6 separate regions of the Sus scrofa genome follow, and all the other regions are linked to region 4. The links are chromatin contacts, called in public Hi-C, HiChIP or PLAC-seq and promoter capture Hi-C maps. All regions are on one chromosome and are shown on one strand. Each heading gives the region's core, a stretch centred on a gene start, on an enhancer-like site or on the middle of the called end of the contact. The rest is flanking DNA. Distances are from core to core; before and after follow the strand shown.

Evidence for each region. Promoter capture Hi-C pulls out the DNA fragments that hold promoters and counts their contacts. Hi-C and Micro-C count contacts between places; a contact is called where the count stands out from the background. HiChIP or PLAC-seq counts read pairs in DNA pulled down with a chosen protein or histone mark.
Region 1: a contact with region 4 is called in a Hi-C map of liver, with 4 times the contacts expected there. The contact joins the promoter of ZNF689 here to the promoter of FBXL19 in region 4. A contact is called at or near these places in 1 of 5 promoter capture datasets (liver), 3 of 47 Hi-C or Micro-C datasets (heart right ventricle, liver and skeletal muscle) and 1 of 2 datasets of contacts at active chromatin or transcription factors (alveolar macrophages).
Region 2: a contact with region 4 is called in a promoter capture Hi-C map of liver, with 4 times the contacts expected there. The contact joins the promoter of PHKG2 here to the promoter of FBXL19 in region 4. A contact is called at or near these places in 1 of 5 promoter capture datasets (liver), 1 of 47 Hi-C or Micro-C datasets (embryonic fibroblasts) and 1 of 2 datasets of contacts at active chromatin or transcription factors (alveolar macrophages).
Region 3: a Hi-C map of skeletal muscle shows a contact between it and region 4, with 4 times the contacts expected there. The contact joins the promoter of FUS here to the promoter of FBXL19 in region 4. A contact is called at or near these places in 2 of 47 Hi-C or Micro-C datasets (liver and skeletal muscle).
Region 5: a contact with region 4 is called in a promoter capture Hi-C map of liver, with 4 times the contacts expected there. The contact joins the promoter of FBRS here to the promoter of FBXL19 in region 4. A contact is called at or near these places in 2 of 5 promoter capture datasets (fetal liver and liver), 4 of 47 Hi-C or Micro-C datasets (heart right ventricle, liver, retroperitoneal adipose tissue and 1 more) and 2 of 2 datasets of contacts at active chromatin or transcription factors (alveolar macrophages and skeletal muscle).
Region 6: a contact with region 4 is called in an H3K27ac HiChIP or PLAC-seq map of alveolar macrophages. The contact joins the promoter of SRCAP here to the promoter of FBXL19 in region 4. A contact is called at or near these places in 3 of 47 Hi-C or Micro-C datasets (alveolar macrophages, embryonic fibroblasts and liver) and 2 of 2 datasets of contacts at active chromatin or transcription factors (alveolar macrophages and skeletal muscle).

Annotation. Positions count from the first base shown.
Region 1 is chr3:17,765,034-17,768,418 of Sscrofa11.1, reverse strand. ZNF689 (zinc finger protein 689) reads right to left here and starts at 1,679. Exons shown (of 3, transcript XM_021086420.1): 1 at 1,115-1,679; 2 at 787-900. The coding sequence starts at 1,319. It overlaps LOC110259905 (a long non-coding RNA gene), which reads right to left. Exons shown (of 2, transcript XR_002342364.1): 2 at 2,064-2,310. It overlaps LOC110259906 (a long non-coding RNA gene), which reads left to right. Exons shown (of 4, transcript XR_002342366.1): 4 at 1,497-3,385.
Region 2 is chr3:17,655,326-17,658,580 of Sscrofa11.1, reverse strand. PHKG2 (phosphorylase kinase catalytic subunit gamma 2) reads left to right here and starts at 1,940. Exons shown (of 10, transcript NM_001166317.2): 1 at 1,940-2,024; 2 at 2,346-2,458. The coding sequence starts at 2,364.
Region 3 is chr3:17,325,277-17,328,445 of Sscrofa11.1, reverse strand. It overlaps FUS (FUS RNA binding protein), which reads left to right and starts at 1,881. Exons shown (of 15, transcript NM_001287420.1): 1 at 1,881-1,893. The coding sequence starts at 1,881.
Region 4 is chr3:17,520,028-17,523,152 of Sscrofa11.1, reverse strand. It overlaps FBXL19 (F-box/LRR-repeat protein 19), which reads left to right and starts at 1,394. Exons shown (of 12, transcript XM_013987711.2): 1 at 1,394-1,796; 2 at 2,107-2,262.
Region 5 is chr3:17,742,329-17,745,268 of Sscrofa11.1, reverse strand. It overlaps FBRS (probable fibrosin-1), which reads left to right and starts at 1,458. Exons shown (of 18, transcript XM_021086415.1): 1 at 1,458-2,940. The coding sequence starts at 2,547.
Region 6 is chr3:17,700,995-17,704,296 of Sscrofa11.1, reverse strand. SRCAP (helicase SRCAP) reads left to right here and starts at 1,435. Exons shown (of 34, transcript XM_005653006.3): 1 at 1,435-1,762; 2 at 3,202-3,275.

The DNA.
Region 1 (3,385 bases), core at 430-2,929, 240 kb before region 4:
CAGTTGCAGCTGCCCCTGTGGGTGGATGTGGGGCTCTTCTACCTGCACGGCCTTTATCAGGGCCTTGCCTGATCCTGAGGAGAGCTGCAGATTCCTGCACTCATCAGGGTCATCCTGCCAGAAGGGCAAAAACAGGCCCTGCACCCCAGACCCCGTGCTACATAAGATCCCTTCAACCCAACCCCAGAAAACTCAAGAGGTGTAGTATCTTAGTCACAGCCTAGTTCAAAGCAGGCAGAAGGCAGAGTCCTAAAAGTAGGCAGAAGGATAGTAGCTCTTTCTCTTTTTTTATGGCCACATCTGCAGCATAAGGAAGTCCCCAGGCTAGGGGTCCAATTGGAGCTGCAGGCCATGGCCACAGCCACACCGGATCCCAACTGTATCTGCCAGCTATACATCATGGCTTAGCAGCAACACCAGATCCTTAACCCCACTGAACAAGGCCAGGGATCGAACTGGAATCCTTGGGGGGTACTGGTTGGGTTCTTAACTTGCTGAGCCACAACAGAGAACTCCAGTAGCTCTTTTTTTAAAAAAAAAAAAAAAAAAAAAGCTCAGGGATCCACTCACACAACAGACAACCGCAGGTGGTTAGTTTACAAACTGACAAGTGTATCGTTGGTGGAGGGAGGGACTCACCATCAATGAGACAAGAACCCCTAAGCTGTGAAAATGAACACAGTCAGTGGAGCATTACAGCATAGGTCATCGGTACCCCTGGCCACCAAAACACTGGACCAAGTCATTAGAGGCTGCAAACCCTCCACAGAGGCATCTTTCACTCACTTCTCTGGACTGTTACCCCCCTTGGGCACTCCTGTGGATCCAGGGCAGCCGGTTCCCAATCATCGGTATTTCGTTCCAACCAGGAGATGAGGGATGGTTTGGGACCTGCGCACCCTGGGGAAGGAGAACCAGTCAGAGGCCCAGATCGTCCACAACGCTGGGTAGATACATCTACCCGGTGCATCTCCTGCCAAGCCCCCGTCCTCCTCCCTTCACACAACCTGGTCGCAGGCCAGGACCTCGGACACTCTGGTCTCCCTGCCCTTCCCCCGCCCCCCATCTCCTCCATCCCTTCGGCCCCGCGGAAGCGGACTGGGCCGGGCCTCACCGAGCGAGCCCAGGTGGCCGTAGGTCTCCCGCATCACGTCCCGGTACAGGGCCCTCTGCGCGGGCCGCAGACACCCCCACTCCTCCGGGGAGAAGTACACGGCCACGTCCGCGAACTTCACCGCCCTTGGCCTCCTTCCCCTTCTCCGGCCGGGTCCGGCCTCTCCCGCTCCCCGCGCGGGGAGCGGAGCGGAAGGCCGCGCCATTGGGCCCGAGAAGCCGGCGCCACGACCGTCCCCGTCCCGGCCTCGGCCCCTGGGAGCTGGCTGGCCCCGAGGTTTGGGAGCCCCCGCCGGACCCGGGCGGAGCGTGCCCAGGGAGGCCCGGAGGGAACCGGAATCGGCCGCCTGCGGGGCTAACGGAAACCTTTCGCTGTTATTCAGGAAACTCCTGCCCGAACTTGGGTGAAAGGCACCGGAAGATGCCTTCGGGGAAAATGGCGGCGCCGCTACTGCACCGCCTTTGCCTGAAACACAGGCAGCTTCCAGCTATCGATTTTATTGACCGGAGCGCCATGCCGGCTTCCTAACCTCTTTGCCCTCAAGTGTGATGGCGCTGCGATTGGGCTTCACGCCCTTTTTCCCCCATTCCACGAGCTCATTGGGCGGCGACCGAAGATCGAGCATTCTGATTGGGTGATGCCAAAAGCGGCCTGTTTAAATGAAGCCAACGGAAACGTAAGGGCAGGGAGTTGGACTCGGCGTTAGGCGACTGCCGTGAGTCTGGAGGCGCCAAGGGCGACCCCACTTGGGATCTGTAAAGATCCCCCGATAAGCCGAGGTAGGGAAGGATTTGTGCGACGGAGCCACTCTGGCCAACCCGGGTCTGAGATTTCCCTGGTTTGCCTTATAGTGGCTTTCTCAGAGAAGCCTTCGAGGCAGATAGCGTGTAACTACCTTGTGGCCTTTTAGGGAGGAGAATTGGGCTCAAGTACCACGCCCAGCACATCACACATTTCGTCTTATTTATTTTTTGTTACCATTGTGTGAAGGGATGATTATCAACCTAGTTCTACTAACTAAGAAAATCTCAGAGGGGTCCTGCTAGTAAGGAAAGCGAGCAAAGATTTTGTCCATTGAAAAAAAACGCAGGACCTAAAAATTGCACGTTGGGGACTTTGCTGAGCACTGCAACCTCCCAGATAGCTCCGAGGAACTGCTCCAGAGAGGCAGGAGCCAGGATATATAGCAGTTTTTCCTGAAAAAAATAGAAGTTTTATTCTTTATAAAACTTCACACACACACACACACACACAGCCACGCGACATTTAGCCATCGATTTTGTTGAGGCCTGGTTATACATTGGCTAATGCAAGAGGCATTAATCTTATAAAACACAATACACAAGATATAAGTAATATAGATAATAACATTAATATGTTCATAGGAGTTCCTGCTATGGCACAGTGGGTTAAGAATCTCACTGCAGGAGTTCCCATCATGGCTCAGTGGTTAACGAATCTGACTGGGAACCCTGAGGTTGTGAGTTCGATCCCTGGCCTTGCTCAGTGGGTTAGGGATCCGGCATTTCCATGAGCTGTGGTGTAGGTTGCAGACACGGCTCGGATCCCCGCGTTGCTGTTGCTGGATTGGACCCCTAGCCTGGAACCTCCATATGCCGCAGGAGCGGCCCAAGAAATGGGAAAAAAAAAGACCAAAAAAAAAAGAATCATCACACTGCAGCTGCTCAAGTTGCTGCCCAGGTATGGGTTCAATCCCCAGTCAGATGCAGTGAATCCTGTGTGCGGCATAGGTCTCAGATGCAGCTTGGATTCAACTGCCAACCTGGAAACTTCCATATAACGCAGTTTTGTCTGTTTAAAAAAAAAAAAAGAAGCGTTCTCGTGGCTCAGCAGTGATGAACCTGACTAGTATCCATGAGGACTTGGGTTCGATCCCTGGCCTTGGTCAGTGGCTTAAGGATCTGGCGTTGCCATGAGCTGCATTGTAGGTCACAGATGTACTCGATCCCATGTTACTGGGGCTGTGGTGTAGGCCTGCAGCTGTAGCTCCAATTCGACCCCTAGCCTGGGAATCTCCATATGCCGCACCTGCAGCTGTAAAAAGAAAAAAACAAAACCCAAAGCAACCTGCAGTAAGCCTTCATTGAGTTCTACTCTGTCCAAGGATGGTGACTGTTACCTGAACAAATTACTGGGGAAGCACGTGGAATTCCATGATTGTCCCCCAAAAGGCAGAGTCCCTCCTCCTAATAGCTTTCCAGATCGCTAACTCAGTGGGACCAATGACTTTGGTCTATGAACAGGTAGGAT
Region 2 (3,255 bases), core at 691-3,190, 130 kb before region 4:
ATATGCCTCAGGTGCGGGCCTAAAAAGCAAAAAAAAAAAAAAAAAAAAAGTCTATATAAATATCCTGTTCCCCAGCAAATTTTCACCAGTAATTTTAAGCCTATTTTGCCCAAGTCAGTTATTATGAGGCTTACAAAATGTTGATGTTTTAACTTTATTTCTGCATTTATTATCTGGCATTCCACTATAAAGAACGTCTTTTTCTCCATTTATTTATTTACAATTTTAGTGTCAGCGTGGTCTCAGAGTTTTTGTTTGTCTTTGGTCTCAGAGTTTTAAAATTCATTTTGTTATATTCATTGCTGCCATTAGCTTTCTTAAACTGTTTTGTTGAAGTATAATTTATCTACAGTAAAGTACACAGATCTTAGGTGTGCTGACTGGTGAATGTTACATGAACACACCTGTGTAATCACCTCCTAGGTGAATGGAACATTTCTAGCACATCAGAAGGTTCACTCATGACCCTCTCAGTCTCATCATTCTTTTTGTCCCTGATTTCAACCTGGTTCTTGTGTCTAAGTCCCCATCTTTCTTCACTTTCTGGCACAAATTATTCCAGGTTCATCTTGTACAAGAAAGTACAGAGAAAGTCTCCAGCCTGGGAATTAGGCTGAGTCTCCCAAGGAGCTCTGGTTTCTTTTGAGGAAGGTTACTTTGAAATCAGCATCTAGACACTAGCTGTGCTCACTCTAATGGGGATGTTTTTGCTGCTAGGCCCTTTTAGAGGTGAGAGCTAGAAAATACCTAATTTTATCTATTTTAAAAATTATTCCTAAAATTATGCCTCCAATTTCAATCAGTCATAAGGTCCTTTCTGTTCCCCATTCCAAATTCTATATTCCTACAGTAAGAACCCTGACTGCCAAATACATCAATATGTTTATTCATTTGTTCAGTTTCAAAATAATTATTCCATTATACTACCAAGCCGGTCTACCAAATATGGTGTAAGGTCAAAATACTCTTAAAAAGTTACTTGTATTCATTTTTTAACTTCTTCCACGTTTGTGATCCCAAAGTGACATTTCTAAGATAGTTGTTAGGTTAAAAGAATTCATTCTCTGCCTCTTTCTCAGGAACATAACTTCCACAAGGGTAAGGACTTTTTTTTTTTCTTTCTTTCTTTCTTTCTTTCATTGCTGTTAATCTAACGCTGAGACGCTCAACAAATATTTGTTGAATGAGTAAATGAATGTCAGGGTTGAGCTATGCACTAATATCTATGAAGTCAGTCGCTCCTGCAAGAATCTCACAACTTGGTAGGCTTAGAGCAGAGTGTGACACCATCCAAGGCTTTTGGGAGCGGGTGGCGGAAGACTGGGAAGATGTATAACCCCAGGTGTGGGCACTATGGCTTTGGAGGTATCCAAGGTTTGGAGCAGCCACAAGACGAGAGAGTCTCTAGTGGCTGACTGGCCACAGCTCATTCAAGTTCGAACCAAAGTGGCCAAGTTGAGCTGCAAGCTGCGAGCCCCGAGCGTTTTAAAGGCTGGAGGCTGCCTCTCAAGGTAAGAGCTTTGGATCAGCTGCTAATGTTTTTAAAAGTCGAATTCACATAGAGATTCTGGGAGACTGAAAGTGCCATGCCCAAAAACGAGAGTCAGAGGCGCATTAAGCCCCGCGTCCCGGGTACGCGGAGGTTACACTTCCCGGTAAACCTAACTTCCGGGTCCCGCTCCAAGGCCCCAGCTCCGCAGGTCAACAAGCTCCTCCCCTGCTGACCTCGCGGATGCCGTATGCTGATGGGTCGTATCTGAAGCCCCGCCCTAGCGTCGCAACCATTGGTAACTCCAAGCTTCCACTCCCGCGCCAGCCCAGAGATTCTCGGCTTCTTATTGGACTATCAGCTTTCAATCGGAGGGGTCTTTGAACTTCAGTTTTCAGGTGGCGCTGGCCATTGGTGGACAGGATGGGGGCGGGGCCTGAGGTTTTTGCCGGTACCGTCTCGGGTAAGGGACTAGAGCAGAACCCCGCGACTGAGCTGCTTTGACTCTACTCTTGCTCTTCTCCCCGCCCGGCGGGTATGTCCCCGCGAGACCCCGCGCCCCGTCCCGGCGCCTGCCCAAGTGCGCCTGCGCAGCAACAGCCACCGGCCCGAGTGCCCCTTCCCCCCTTCCACCGCACCTTTTCCCTTCCCCCCCTGCCCCCTCCTTGCCTTGCCACCCTGTCCCGACCCCTAAAGGCCCTTTCGTGGGGTCTCCCCAGTCCCGATCCTTCCCCCACCCCGTCCCCCATCCCTCAGGATCCTGGCTCCCCAGCCGCAAGGGCTGCGCCCCCGTGAGCCGCGATGTGCGTCCTCTCAGAGCCTGTGGGCCTCACTGCCCTCCGTTTCCTCCACACAGGCGCCCCCCTCCTTCAGAATGACGCTGGACGTGGGACCAGAGGATGAGCTGCCCGACTGGGCTGCGGCCAAGGAGTTTTACCAGAAGTACGACCCTAAGGACGTCATTGGCAGGTGAGGCCGCGCCCAGTGAAATGGAGGTCTTGAGAGGTCAGGTCCTAGCCAGGATACACAGTTCCCTCTGAGGGCTGAGAGTTCTAAATGGGAAGGGTTAGTGGGGAGCAGAGGAACGTTTAGTGACTAGACTCATTTGTTCTGGGTTAATCCCCATTTTTCCACAAATTCATTCATTTATGTATTCGACGAACAATTCAGGCACCTCCTGTGCCAGGCACAAAGGTGAACACAGGGAGCATGGAACAGATGTTTATGCTCTGGAGGTACTCCAAGTGAAGTGACTAAAAGATATATGAAAAAGTATCAGGCTATGTAGAAAGTGCTGCGGGGTCTCAGAAAACCACAGCTTCCCAGAAGGGGTGATATTTGGGTCTTGAAGGATGAACAGGAGTTCAGCACACAACAAATAGAAGGAAAGCCCCACTTGTAGAGGCAGTGGCAGATACATTTATACATGAGGGTTTTCTAGGCACATACAATGTGCTGGGTGCACTGTGCTAGGCACTGGAGATGTAAGATCTATCTTACAAGGTTTCTGTTCTCCTGGAGTTTCTATTCTAGCGGTAGAGAAAGACAGTAAACAGGAAAACAAGTTAAAGTTCAGTGTCAGTGCTAGGGAGAAAATGAAGAGGGTGATGGAACAAGAGTAATTAATGGAGCTGAGACTTAGAGCATGAGAATGAACAAATCATGAACTGAGGCAGGATATATTCCAGACAGAGGGAATGGCAAGAAAAGGGCCTATTCACAACACAGATAGAAGATCATAGTGGCTAGAATATGGTGTGAGTGGA
Region 3 (3,169 bases), core at 632-3,131, 200 kb after region 4:
CCTTATCTAGGGCTGCTCCCGTGGCACATGGAGATTCCCAGGCTAGGGGTCTCATTGGAGCTGTAGCCACTGGCCTATGCCAGAGCCACGTTTGCAACCTACACCACAGCTCATGGCAACACTGGATCCTTAACCCTCTGAGCAAGGCCAGGGATTGAACTCGAAACCTCATGGTTCCTAGTCAGATTTGTTGACCACTGCATGGCAATAGGAACTCCAAGGGCATAGCTGTTTTCTCTAGGAAAATGTCTGCAGCCTACAAGGGAAGTTTTGGAACACGTGTCAAAGATAAGTTGGGAAGGAAAATCTGCATGGTATATGTGTACCAGGAATAATGCCCTTTACCTTGTTTTATTTAATACTCACCTCTTCCCACCCTTCAGTGTGCAGTGGTTGGATATGGGCTCTCAGTTCCCAGGCCAGGGACTAAACTCTGGCTGTAGCAGTGAAAGCACCTGATTCTAGCCACTAGACCACCAGGGACCTTTCTCAATACTTTCAGCTTTCCTTCTCCAGGCAAGGCTGATGAGAGTGCAAGTTGCAAGTTAATTTGAATTTCATGTTTTGTCCTTTTTCTCATAAGGAGTGAACAAGCTTCAGAACACTTCAAAATGTCTGTATAACTAACAAAAGGAGTATTTTGCAGCCACACAGACCTGGATTCGAATTAGACCCCTTACATTTGGCTGTTCCATAATCATAGATTGCATTTGGCCTGAGTCTCATTTTTTTGGTGTATAAAAGATAGCCTTGCTATCTTTCTTCGTAAGATTGTGATGGAAAAGCAATTAATTGGGCTTTTTTTTTTTTGGCCGCGCCCACTGCATGCAGAAGTTCTGGGGCCAGGGAGTGAACCCTTGCCACAGCAGCCACCTGAGCCACAGTAGTGACAACGCCAGATCTTTAACCCACTGTGCCCTGAGAGAACTCTCTAATTGTGCATTCTGAAGCCACTTCAGCCCTATACAAATATCAATTATTGTTGGATCTGCACATTGATTCCTCCGTAGGGTTTCAGGAAAATACTCCCAGCCCTTTATCAGCAAAAGGCTGGGAGAACCCTGATATAATCTCAATCTCCGGATTGTTTGGGCTTTTCTGTCCAACAGCGAGTCAGAAGCCAAGCTTTGAGGTTGTAGGTGGGCCATAAATGCTTAATCAAAACAGGACCCAGGGGTCCGAGCTAAACTCCATGCTTGCTTTCACGTCAAACGTCACAATCCACAAGCCCTGGTAAGGACAACCCTGAAAGACGATGAGTGAAAACCAAGACGAAGAAAGGTAGTGTGTGTGGTCGGGGGAGGGACGTTAGAACCAAGAGAGGGAGGCTGGCGCGGGAGGGAGGATGCATCTGATGCAGTGGAAGGGCAGTGGAGCGGAGAAGCTCGCTATCCGGAGTGAAAGTGAGGCCCAGCGAAAGGGGCCAGCCTGAGGAATTTCGGTTCCCGCCCCACGACTCCCGGCTTTGACTACAGTTCCGCCCGCAGACGCCCTAGGCCCCTCGCCCCGCCCCCAGAGGGTAATCGGACTGTACCATTATGATCTTATAGGGGTGGAAGTGAATCTTTGGCTCGTCCTTCAGAGAAAATATAAATTATTTCTCAGAAAAAATAAGGCTATATATATTATTTGCATGGTTCTTAGTGAATAACAATTATGTTCTGCCGGCTAGGACCCTATATATTCCCTGAAGGGCGGCAGGAGTCCGGCCATGCTTCCCCTTTTCCTTTCCGCATTTGGTGCATTCCCCCAGGATACGTAGGCGGGGGAGGCGTACATAAACCTCGACGCAGGAGGCGGGGCTGCTCAGTCCTCGAGGCGTCGGTGCTCAGCGGTGTTGGAATTCTGTTGCTTGCCGGCCTGTGCGCGCGTGCGCGGACATGGCCTCAAACGGTATGTAAGTGCGCGAGGCGGCGGTGGCGCGCCAGCCCTGGAGCTCGTAAGCTCCCAGTTGGGCTTTTGTTTCTCGGTGGGGCCCGGGCAGCGATCGCATGTAGGATCTTCTCCGCACCACTGGCGGGAAGCAGCGGAGAGGGGTGGAAGGGGGAGGCCGATGTCGCCATTTTGTTTCGCTCCGCTGGCGCCTCGCGCAGGGCGGGAGGTCTTCCCTTTGCAGCCCCTTTCCTTTAGGTGAGGGTTGGGAGGAACTCTTCTTGGTGACTGGGGACGTGAGACGCGGATGGAAATGCTTGGTCCCCGTAGCCTTCTCTCCTCCGCGTCTCCAGCCCCGCGCTCGGGCCCGCTTTGTCGCAGTGCTGCATCCGGGCACTCGGTGCGCGCACGCGCTCTACTGGCCCCTCCCCCCTTTTCTGGCGGCGCGAACCCCCCTCCCGCCTCGTGTCGGCCCTGCTTTTTGTCGCGAGACCCTCCACCGGCAGCTCCGCGGCGCTCGTCCGGTGTGGGCCTCGCTCCCGGGGTCCCTCGGGAAGGGGCGGGACCTCCTCGTTCCCGCCTCGCGTGCCACGCGGCTGGGGGCGGAGGCTTTGGATCGGGACCGCGCGCCCGTTTAACGGCTAGGGGTGGGGGGCTAGGGGGTGGTCCAACGGACTTGGGGACCGGGTGAGGCTTTTCCCGCCTAAATTTTCCTCCTTGGGAGGTAGGAACTGAAAGGAACGGCCGCCTTAGGCCACACCCTCTCCCGATCCTTTTGCCGTTTCCTGCGGGGAAAGCTGTTTCCTGTATCGAGATGAGTTGATCAGGCTTGTGCTGTCTTCCTTGTGGCGTTTTCGTTACCTTGGATTCGCCAAGTCTCCCCGCAGCCCCGAGGCAGGCAGGGGAGATAGGAACTCGTTGGGAGCCGTAGGGCTGAGGACCTGAGTACCAGTCGGCTTGCCTCTCGAGGCGACCGCTCTTTGATGGCGATCTCTGTCGTTTGGGGTCAAAGAATTCTCCCTTCTTGGTGAGCTGGCTCTGCACTAAAAGCCCCCTGTTCCTGTCTCCAAGATTGGATGGAGGGTGGCCTCTCTCCAGATCTTGAGACTTTCTTTGGGTTGAGAAAGTGCAGGCTACAATCGGAACGTTTTTGCTTCTGGCTTGCAATAAAGCCTGTTCTGCTCAAGCAGCTGTGTGGCTTCAGTTGGACTCTTGGGGATACCTTCCTCATAGAGTGGGTGTGAAAACATGTGAGTCAGTTTGTGCAGTTCCGGATATCAGTTGAAGTTGCAGAAAA
Region 4 (3,125 bases), core at 145-2,644:
CCACAACCTCATGGTTCCCAGTTGGATTCTTTTCTGCTGTGCCACGACAAGAACTCAGTCTTTACATTTTAATGTCAACATAGCTGGATTATAGTATTTTCAACCCCTGTTTTAAGTATACATAAATATCTGCTTATGGCAAAAATGTGAACCTGGAGAGCAGGTTATAAGTGAAAAGTAAACATTTTCCCCCATCTCTGTATGCAGTTTCACTCTGCCATCTCCCCACCCACCCGGTTGTGGGCACAGGCACAGCACCTGGCACTGAGGAGCTCTAAACAGTGTAAGAAATGGTCTTGACTTTCAAGAGTCTTCTTCTTCTTCTTTTTTTTTTTTTTTTTGCTTTTTAGGGCCGAACCCTTGGCACATGGAGGTTCCCAGGCTAGGGGTCTAATCAGAACTACAGCTGCTGGCCTACGTCACAGCTACAGCCACAGCCACAGCAGATCCAAGCCACGCCAGCGACCTACACCACAGCTCACAGCAATGCCAGATCCTTAACCCACTGAGCAAGGCCAGGGATTGAATCCACAGCCTCATGGTTCCTAGTGGGATTCGTTTCCACTGCGCCACTATGGGAGCTCCTCAACAGGCTTCTTTTCACGTCTTAGCTAATAAGTGGGGCCAATAGTGCTTATGTTCGGACTGAAGCAAGCTGGATGGGAGTTGTGTTGATCTGGTGAGTACATGTCTTATCCATAAGAGGCAGCCACTGTTCAGCTTCAGCTATTTCTTGCTCAAGGAAGGCAGACTCACTGTTGCTAGATTTCAAGATTCCAAGTGAAAGCTGAAATGTGTTGTTGCTATGCCAAACTTAACACAAGCATGGGCTGGATTTGATCAGTTTGTGGATGCTGCAGTTGTTCTGAGGATGGGCTATGAAATCTTGGATTTTGAATCTTAGCTCTCTCTATGTACAACTCATCCATTCCCAGTTTCCTCATCTATGACATGGGATTCTCGCTCATAGGGGTCTTATGAGGATCAAATGATGTGCTAAAAGCATGTAATGTATGAGATGGATTTTTTTTTTTTTTCTTTTTACAGCCACACCCGTGGCATATGGAAGTTCCCAGGCTAGGGGTCAAATCGGAGCTACAGCTGCTGACCTACACTACAGCCACAGCAACTTGGGACCCTAGCCGCGGCTGCGACCTATACCACAGCTCATGGCAACATAGGATCCTTAACCCACCGAGTGAGGCTAAGGATTGAACCTGCGTCCTCGTGGATACTAGTACAGTGTGTTATCTCTGAGCCACCATGGGAACTCTGAGATGGACTCTTCATAAAGTTTATAATCTAGGCGAAGAGTCAAATGAATCTCAGATGGGAATTATGCTCAAGAAGGTTTTACTGAGACTGTTGTATTTAAACAGAGACCAGAAGGATGAATAGCTAATGGGGTGCAGCAGCGGGCCAGGTGGAGGGGAAGGGCCTAACAGGCAGAGGGAACAGCCCCAGAGAGATCCCTGAGGCAATCATGCAAGCCAAAAAGAAAGCAGTGAGGATGTAAAGGAGACAATCTCCTGGGAGCCAAGATTTCCTAACTGATAAAGTGTGAGCTAGAGGGAGCCTCAGTTCAGCCTGAGGCAGGTCCCAGCAAATTTAGGACTTCAAGTCACACTGGTCAGCGTTAACTTCCTTGACAGTAAAACCACACCCACCAAGTCTTCCGCCAGGCCCTCTAACCCTCTACTTTCCGACACAGAAGAGAGGGCAGAGCACCGCAGTCTGTCTGCCTTGGGGTCAAAGTGAGTAATTTTCCAGGCAGAGGAGGAAGATTAAGAAGGCAGGTAAGAAAGCACAGAGGTAGGAAGCGGTCCCACCTGCTTGGGTGGCTGAGGTGTTCTGGGCGCGGGTAGGGGCGAAAGGTGGGCAGGGGCTCCAAGACTGGCTGGAGATGGGCCTGGGCAATTTGAGCGCCCACAACTTCAGGTTGGGGAATCTGGACAGTTCGCAGGACCTCAGTCAAATGGAGAATGGGCGCCCCCTGGGAGCAGTACTCGGTAGTGGACACAGGAGGACCCAGATGAGGAGGGGCCTGGGAGGAGGGGGTGCGGCTCAAGATGGGGTAGACAGCCTGCCACAGTTGTCTTCTCACAGGCGCTAACTCCTTCGGGTATGATGAATTCCTGGGATCCCAGAACAGCTGGGCTGGAAGGGACCTCGAAAAGGGAATTGCCAACACATGCCCCGTACCAGGCCCTGAGCCCGGCCTTTTCGTGAACATTGTCTTAACACTTCTAACTCCACTTTGAGGTAGGTATCATTATCCCCACTTTTCAGATGAGAAAAATAGAGGTTTGGTGACTTCCCAAGGAGGGGCGGGGATTTTGTACGACTCCAGAGCCCTTTCCCTGGAGCTCTCACGACTTGGAAGATGCCGATTCTCTGAGGTTTGAGGGAACAAGCATCGGGTGTGAGGCGCGGAAGCTTTCCAGGGGACAACAGCGTGACGGTACTTTGGAAAAGAACCACGCCTCTCTGGTCGCGACAATACTTATTACTGTTGCTTTCCTTTAAGAGCTTCCCCTGAAAGATGAAGTCCTCACCATACGGGGAGGCGGATATTATATATTCCTGGATCGCCAGGACGTCTTTCTCCCTCACTCGCATTGATCCCCACTGGTGACATAAATTACCCTCCCTAATAGCGAGTGAAGGCACCAGACTACATTTCCCGACAGGCCATTCGAAAGGGGGTGGTGGGGAGAGTAGGAAGAGGAGGAAAAGAGACTCTCCGTTTCCGTCGGCTCTCAATTTGGCGTGTCCGCGGTGATGCAAATTTCAGCAGCCCACGTTCTGTCTCTGTAAAGCTAAGGGACTACGTCCCCCAGCAGGCATGGGCACAGAGAGCGATGGGCTTCCATCTTGATTGTAGTCCTTTCCCCCGTTTTCTCAGGGAGTAGCCTTGGGGCGTGGACTACAAGCCCCAGGTCGCCATCTACACTTTGCTTCGGCCTCCATCTTTGCTGATAGTCCCTGCCCCTTTCCCCTTCCATTGTCTCCACCGAAGATAACAGAGGGGAGCCGGGAAAACTGCAACTCCCATCAGGCTCTACGTCACTGGGAGGGGGGGGGTGTTCGATATTGCAAGCGGGCGCGGTGTCCAAGGTGGTAGA
Region 5 (2,940 bases), core at 209-2,708, 220 kb before region 4:
AAAAAAAAAATCTTCCCATGTGATGGAGTTCCCATTGTGGCTCTGGGTTAAGAACCCAACTAGTATCCATGAGGATAAGTGTTTGATGATCCCTGGCCTTGCTCAGCAGGTTAAGGGTCCAGTGTTGCTGCAAGCTGTGGTGTAGGTGACAGATGTGGCTCAGATCTGGCATTGCTGTGGCTGTGGTGTAGGCCAGCAGCTAAGCTCTGATTCAAGCCCTAACCTGGGAACCTCCATATGCTGCAGCTGCAACCCTAAAAAGGAAAAAAAAGAATTTTCCCATATGGATACGTCTGAATTTCCTCCAGAAGATACTATGATTCTATACCTGGTCAGGGTTCTCTCAACTCACTTACGTCGCAGAGGACAGATGTAAAGACCCAGAGTGGACGAAGGCCTTGATCACCATGGCCCTGAGTTCCTCCTAACACACAGGCCAGGATCCTCCTGCTGGATTCAAGAGCTGAGTACTCAGCTATAATTAAGCACCTACAACAACCTGTCCCAGTTACCTGACCTACACAAAGCCTTGTGAGAGTCATACCCATTTAATATATAAGCAAGCAAGTTGACTGTTCCAGTGCTATGTCCACCTTAAAAGGGTAACCTAAACAACCAGCGGACGTAAGTGGCACTGTACATCTTTCATAACTTAGAGGCAAAATACAGCAGTGGTCAAGAGCACTGACTGGAGCTAAACTTGAGTCCAAACCCTGGCTGGGAAATTAAACCTGCATCAATTCCCTGCTCCTTCTGTAAAATGGGGCTGATAGGAGTATCTTCCTAAGAGACTTCGTACTGTCAAACGAGTTAATATGAGAGAAAGTGCCCGGCACACAGGACAAGGTGTTTCTTGCTAGAACGCGGAGACCATAGGCAAGCACTCTCTCACTGCACCGACCCATAACGGGATGCGGTTTGCTTGCCGCGCGACTAGAGCTCTCAAAACACGCCGCAAGCTCTAGCCATCCCGCACCGCGGGAGATCCCGCTGAGCAGCTACCCGACGGAGGTACCACCACGCGCGTGCGCGAAAAGCCAAGCGGCCGGTGGACTAAGCCAAACGGCGGAAAGGGAGAGAAGACGTAGCGCGCGGCAGACAAGGACCTGCCTCGGCCCCGCGCCGCCCAGCGGCCAACCGTCCCTAGGACTCGCGCACCCCATCCGGATCCTTGCCTAGACGCCGTCAGGTCACGGGCCAATGAACGAAGAGCAGGAAGAGGCGGGGTCATCTGAAGGACCGCCCCAAGCACGTACTTCTAACCAGTCGAGTCATAAGACTTGATGAAGGGAGGAGCTAATCTGACGTATACCCAATCCAAGATTTGAGGGCGGCTACATATTACCCACTCCCCGGAGTTTGACTCCGCCCTTCGCCTTGACGTACACGTCTCAACCTATCAACGACTAAGCCTGTAGAGGGGTGAGGGGAAGGGGGCGGAGAGTGGGAGGAGGCAAAGAGAGGAAGGAGGCGTAGGCTGAGGAGGAAGAGGGAGGAGGGGCAGGGAAGTCCTGGCGGAGAGGAGGCCCCAGACTCCAAAGGAGACAACAGGAGGGTACGCAGAAGCTCCCTCCCTACCCAGCAGCCGTTCCGGATCCCTTAAGGCGCAAGTCAGACAGAGACGGAGGAAAGGAGGAAGAGACTTTTATGTCGGCAGACAGAGAAGCTCTACCCGTCACCGTTGCCTCACATCCGGGGCTTTGGAGGGCTGGCCCCCGCGGCCCCGCCCCCCCCTCGCGCCTTTCATGGCGACCGGAGGCGGAGGCTGGAAGAGCTGGGCTTGGAGGAGGCCCCTTTAAATCTCCTTAAAGGGGTGGCCACTCATCTCGGCAGACTACAACGCCAGCCTTTAAAGGGGAAGCCACCGAACAGACGCTGACAAATTGAGAACTGTGCTGTTGGGAGAATTGGAAGGAGTGGGGATTCTCACCGCCTCTCCTCCCCCACGCAAGAAGTCCTTTAAATTCAACTTAAAGGGGAAGTGGCTGCTTGTGGAGGACTAGAAACTAACTCCCGAGCCCTTAAAGGGGCGGCCTGCTGTTTGGAGAACCCTGGACTCCTTAAAGGGGTGGCCTCTTTTCGTCGGAGGACTTGAGGCACTTTTAAAGGGGAGGTCTGCGTTTCGGGTCGAGCTTTCGGCCCCTTTTAAAGGGGTGGCCCTTCCTCTTCCTCGGGGAGACTTGTCTCGACCCCTGGCAGGGGGCGGCCACCGAACTAGGCCGGTCGGACACCGTCGGGTCGTCTTAAAGGGGACAGGGGCTGAACAACTTGAGGCCTTGCCTTAAAGGAACGGCCGCTCCGTTTTCGTCGTCTCGTCCCCGCCGGCCCCACAGGGGGGGCCCTCAGGCTTGTCGCCCCGGGGGCGGCGCCGGCTTCCCGGGCCTTGGCCTTGGGGCAAGCTCGGGGCCAGGAGATCCTGCTTTAAAGGGGAAGCCGTGGCCCTCTCGTCCCTGTGCAGCCGCCAGCGCCGCGCGTGCGACCCCGGGCCTGCGGACAGGCCGCTTCGGGCCCCGCCGCCTCCGGATGCGGCGCTGAGGGCGGTCGCCATGGAGACGGCAGCGGCCGCGGCTCCCGGCCCGGGCTGGGCCGCTGAGGGGGAGCGGCGGCGGCGGCGCTGCTCGCGCCGAGACCGAGACCGGGAGCAGCGGCGCCGCCGAGGTCCCGGCGGCGACGCGCCCCGGGCCCTATTGGCCGCCCCGCGCGGTTCCTCGTCCTCGTCGTCGCCGCCGCCGCCCGCCAGGCCCTGGTCGTCAGCTTCATCTGGAGAGCGGCCGGGAGGCCCGAGACGGCGGCGGCCGCGTCCCAGGCCTCGGCCCCCGCGACCCCGAGCTCGGAAGCGGCCTGCCGGCTCGGGCAGCCGCGGGGAGGAAGAGGAGGAGGAGGAGGAGGGGGGCGCAGACGATGGGGAGGCCGAGGAGGAGCCAGAGGAGGAGGAAGAAG
Region 6 (3,302 bases), core at 186-2,685, 180 kb before region 4:
AGCAAACTGGCAGCCTGTGGCTGAATCTGATGTATTTTGGCCCACATTCCTGTAGGGTGAACATTGGTTTGAGCTGACTATTCCTTTTGGTCAGAGTATACGGCCTCCTGTTCCTAACATTCCTCATCTGCCCCTCTTTGCTTTATTTACATCATCTTCTTGGTCCTTCTAGGTTTGAGTTTTCAACCACTGGTATTTGCTGTAAGAAAAACAGAACTTCGGAGTTCCCGTCGTGGCGCAGTGGTTAACAAATCCGACTAGGAACTATGAGGTTGCGGGTTTGATCCCTGCCCTTGCTCAGTGGGGTCAAGGTTCCGGCGTTGCGGTGAGCTGTGGTGTAGGTCGCAGACGCGAATCGGATCCTGCGTTGCTATGGCTCTGGCGTAGTCTGGCGGCTACAGCTCTGATTCGACCCCTTGCCCGGGAACCTCCATATGCCATGGGAGCGGCCCAAGAAATGCCAAAAAGACAAAAAAAATTAAAAAAATAAAATAAAAAAAATATTAAAAAAAGAGAAAGTTTAAAAAAAAAAGAAAAAGAAAAACAGAACTTCAAGTCAAGGTCAGAGAGAATCATCAACTCTTAGAGTAGAATGGAGATCTAAACTGAGCAGGTGAAGAGCTGAATGAAAGCTTTATTATGGCCTCCTAACCTGGCTCCTGGGTGGTCGGCCCTCATGAGGTAGATTTTGTGACAGTGCTTGTAACCTTGTGACTTAGACTGCTTGGCTATGAATCTTGGCTTTGAGCTCTATTACTCTATGAGCCTCAAATCATTTATAAATGGAGCATTGTTGGGATTGAGATCGTGCACAAGGTGCCCTCAGTAAAAGGTACGTTATTATTATTATTCTATTCCAGGGTGAGGGTATCAGATTCTCAAATGAGTTCCCTGGTGGCGCAGCGGGTTGAGGATCTCCGGTGGTCACTGATGGGGCTCTGGTCCCCACTTTGGCACGGATTTGATCCCTGGCCAGGGAACTTCCGCATGCCCGGCGTGCAGCCAACCCAACCATTACCAAAAAAACCCCCAAAACACAACAAATTTAAGGGGTTCTTAACTCAGAAAGTTGGCGACCTGATGCATAAATGCTTAGGAGCTATCAACAATACCACCCATGTGTCAAATGCATTGGCTCTATACGAGTGGACTGCAACGGGAATCCAGAGATCCAGGCTCCACTGCTAACTTGCTGAAAGTACCTGAGAAATTCCTTCAGCTCTCTGGGTGATCTATAAAAGAAGGTACGGTGGCCACGTCCCAGTGGGCAGCTGCAATGCAGCCCCAGTGGCAGGTTAGCCGGTGGAGGGTAAAGAGCTCTGCTGCGGGAAAGGCGCGGAGCCTCCGGGCGGACTACATTTCCCAGCCTGCCTTGCGCTTCGGGTAGCGCCCTACGTTAGCACGCGAGGCTCCCTGCTCTCCCAACCTCCAGTTACTGTCTCGCGAGAGGACGGGCCGCGCCGGCGGTAGCGATAGTGAGCTGTGGTGGTGGCGGTGGTGTTGGTGGTGGCGGCCGAGACGGCGGCGGCCATTTTGGTGAGGCCTCGGAAGCGGCGGCGGCGGTTCGCTGCGAGTAGCGTCTCCCATTTTCCCCACCCACCTCCCGCATCTCTGTGCCGTGAGAGGAAGCAGTGGAAGCAAGGCGGTGGCAGTAGCCGCGGGCCTCAGGGGGATTTAAAGGCCGCGAAGGAGGCGGCAAAGAGGGGGCCCTCCCCCTCCTCGGCGGGAGGGGGGGGTGGTGCGCACGCCCCCGAGGACGCAGGTAAGGAGAGGGAGACAAGATGGCGGACGCTCCACAGTTCCCCCTCCCCTGACGGCTGACTGCGCGCGCATCTTTCCGCCACCGCCTCCCCTCCCACCTTCCCGGGGTGCTGCGCGCGCACCTTCGGCCGGGGCCCCGGGGCCGGTGCGCGAGGCTGTCGGCGCGCGCCCATAGAGACAGGCTGAGGGGGGCCAGACCGGCCGGCACTGGGCTGGGGCGCGTCTTCTCTCCCCTTCCGCCCGTCTGCGCACGCGTGCCTGAGCGAGCGAGCGAGCCCTGAGAGGACGGACCCAGGTGCGCTCCTGCCCGCCCACCAACCCCAGCCCCCCACCTCAGGGGCGCGCGAGAAGAGGAAGGGGGGCGTGGGACGAGTAGTTGGGGCGCGCGCCCACCATATCCAGTCCGGAGCCAAGATCTGGCGGCACGAACCCTTCCTTATCTTAAGCTCTCTCGGTCTGGTGGTGGGGGGCTCCCTGACGGGCAGGGACGAGAGGCTTCCCAGCCCTGCGACCCTTGTGTGCGTGGGTTTGGGTTCTGGCGGGAGCCCCGGGGCGGTGAGCACAGCCGGCTCTCTCCGCCTCCAGGCGCGCACGCGCGGGCCCCTCCCCCAGTCTGTCGCGCACGTTGGGTGCGGTGGGAGTCTGGAGGGGGCGGGGCCATCTTAGGGCTAGTGGCAACTTGGGGCAGAGGTCAGGGGTCACGCCGGGTCAGGCTGTTGGGACGGCTTAGGAGATGGTGATGAAGCCTGGGGTCAAGAGTTCGGGCTTCTTGGATCCTGGTTAGCTTGAGTCCAGTGAATCAGTTGTGGAAGAGGGAGTGAATCAAAGGCTGCAGTGTGGTTAAGGAGCTTCCTTAAACACTGGGGAAACACTTCCGGGCCTTGTGTGGGTTTACCCTGCCTATTTCCGGGGCATGGGTCTTTGCTGTTCGGCCTTTCTCCCCTCCTGACTGCTCCTCTAAGGTCTCCTGTTGTAGTTCTTGTGTTTGGGGAAGTGTCTCCTGGCGCAGCATAGGAGGCCCAGGGCCCTGCCTTGAGAAAGGTTGGATTCTCCTATGTTCAGCCCTTACTGGAAAGGAGAGCAGGCTGCCAGGCTGCCAGTACCTTTTGAGCTTCTGGATGTGATAACTTGTTTGGCTTTGTTAATTTGCTCTTCATTCAGTGGTTGGAGCCTTTTACCTTTAAACTTTTTAAACTTTTTGGGAGGCTTCATTTCCTTACTTCAGCCAGAATCTCATGTCCTAGGGAATTCTTTTCACAAAACATTATTTGCTTTTATTTTTTGAATATGATCTATTTCTACTACTGTAATCCTTTTCAGTCTTTGAATTGACTTGGGTATATCTACGAGTCTCAAAAAAGTTAGTGTAAAGAAGGCTTCGATGGGTGTTGGTAAATGTAGATTGGTCCCTCATGCTCTTTTCCTTTCCATTTGTTTCAGGCGTGATTCTCCTCAGTACGGCGGCACCGTGGAAGTGCAGACTTTCACAGGGAGTGTGGTCTCAGCTCACACAGGTGAGAGTTCAAATACCATTTCGTGTA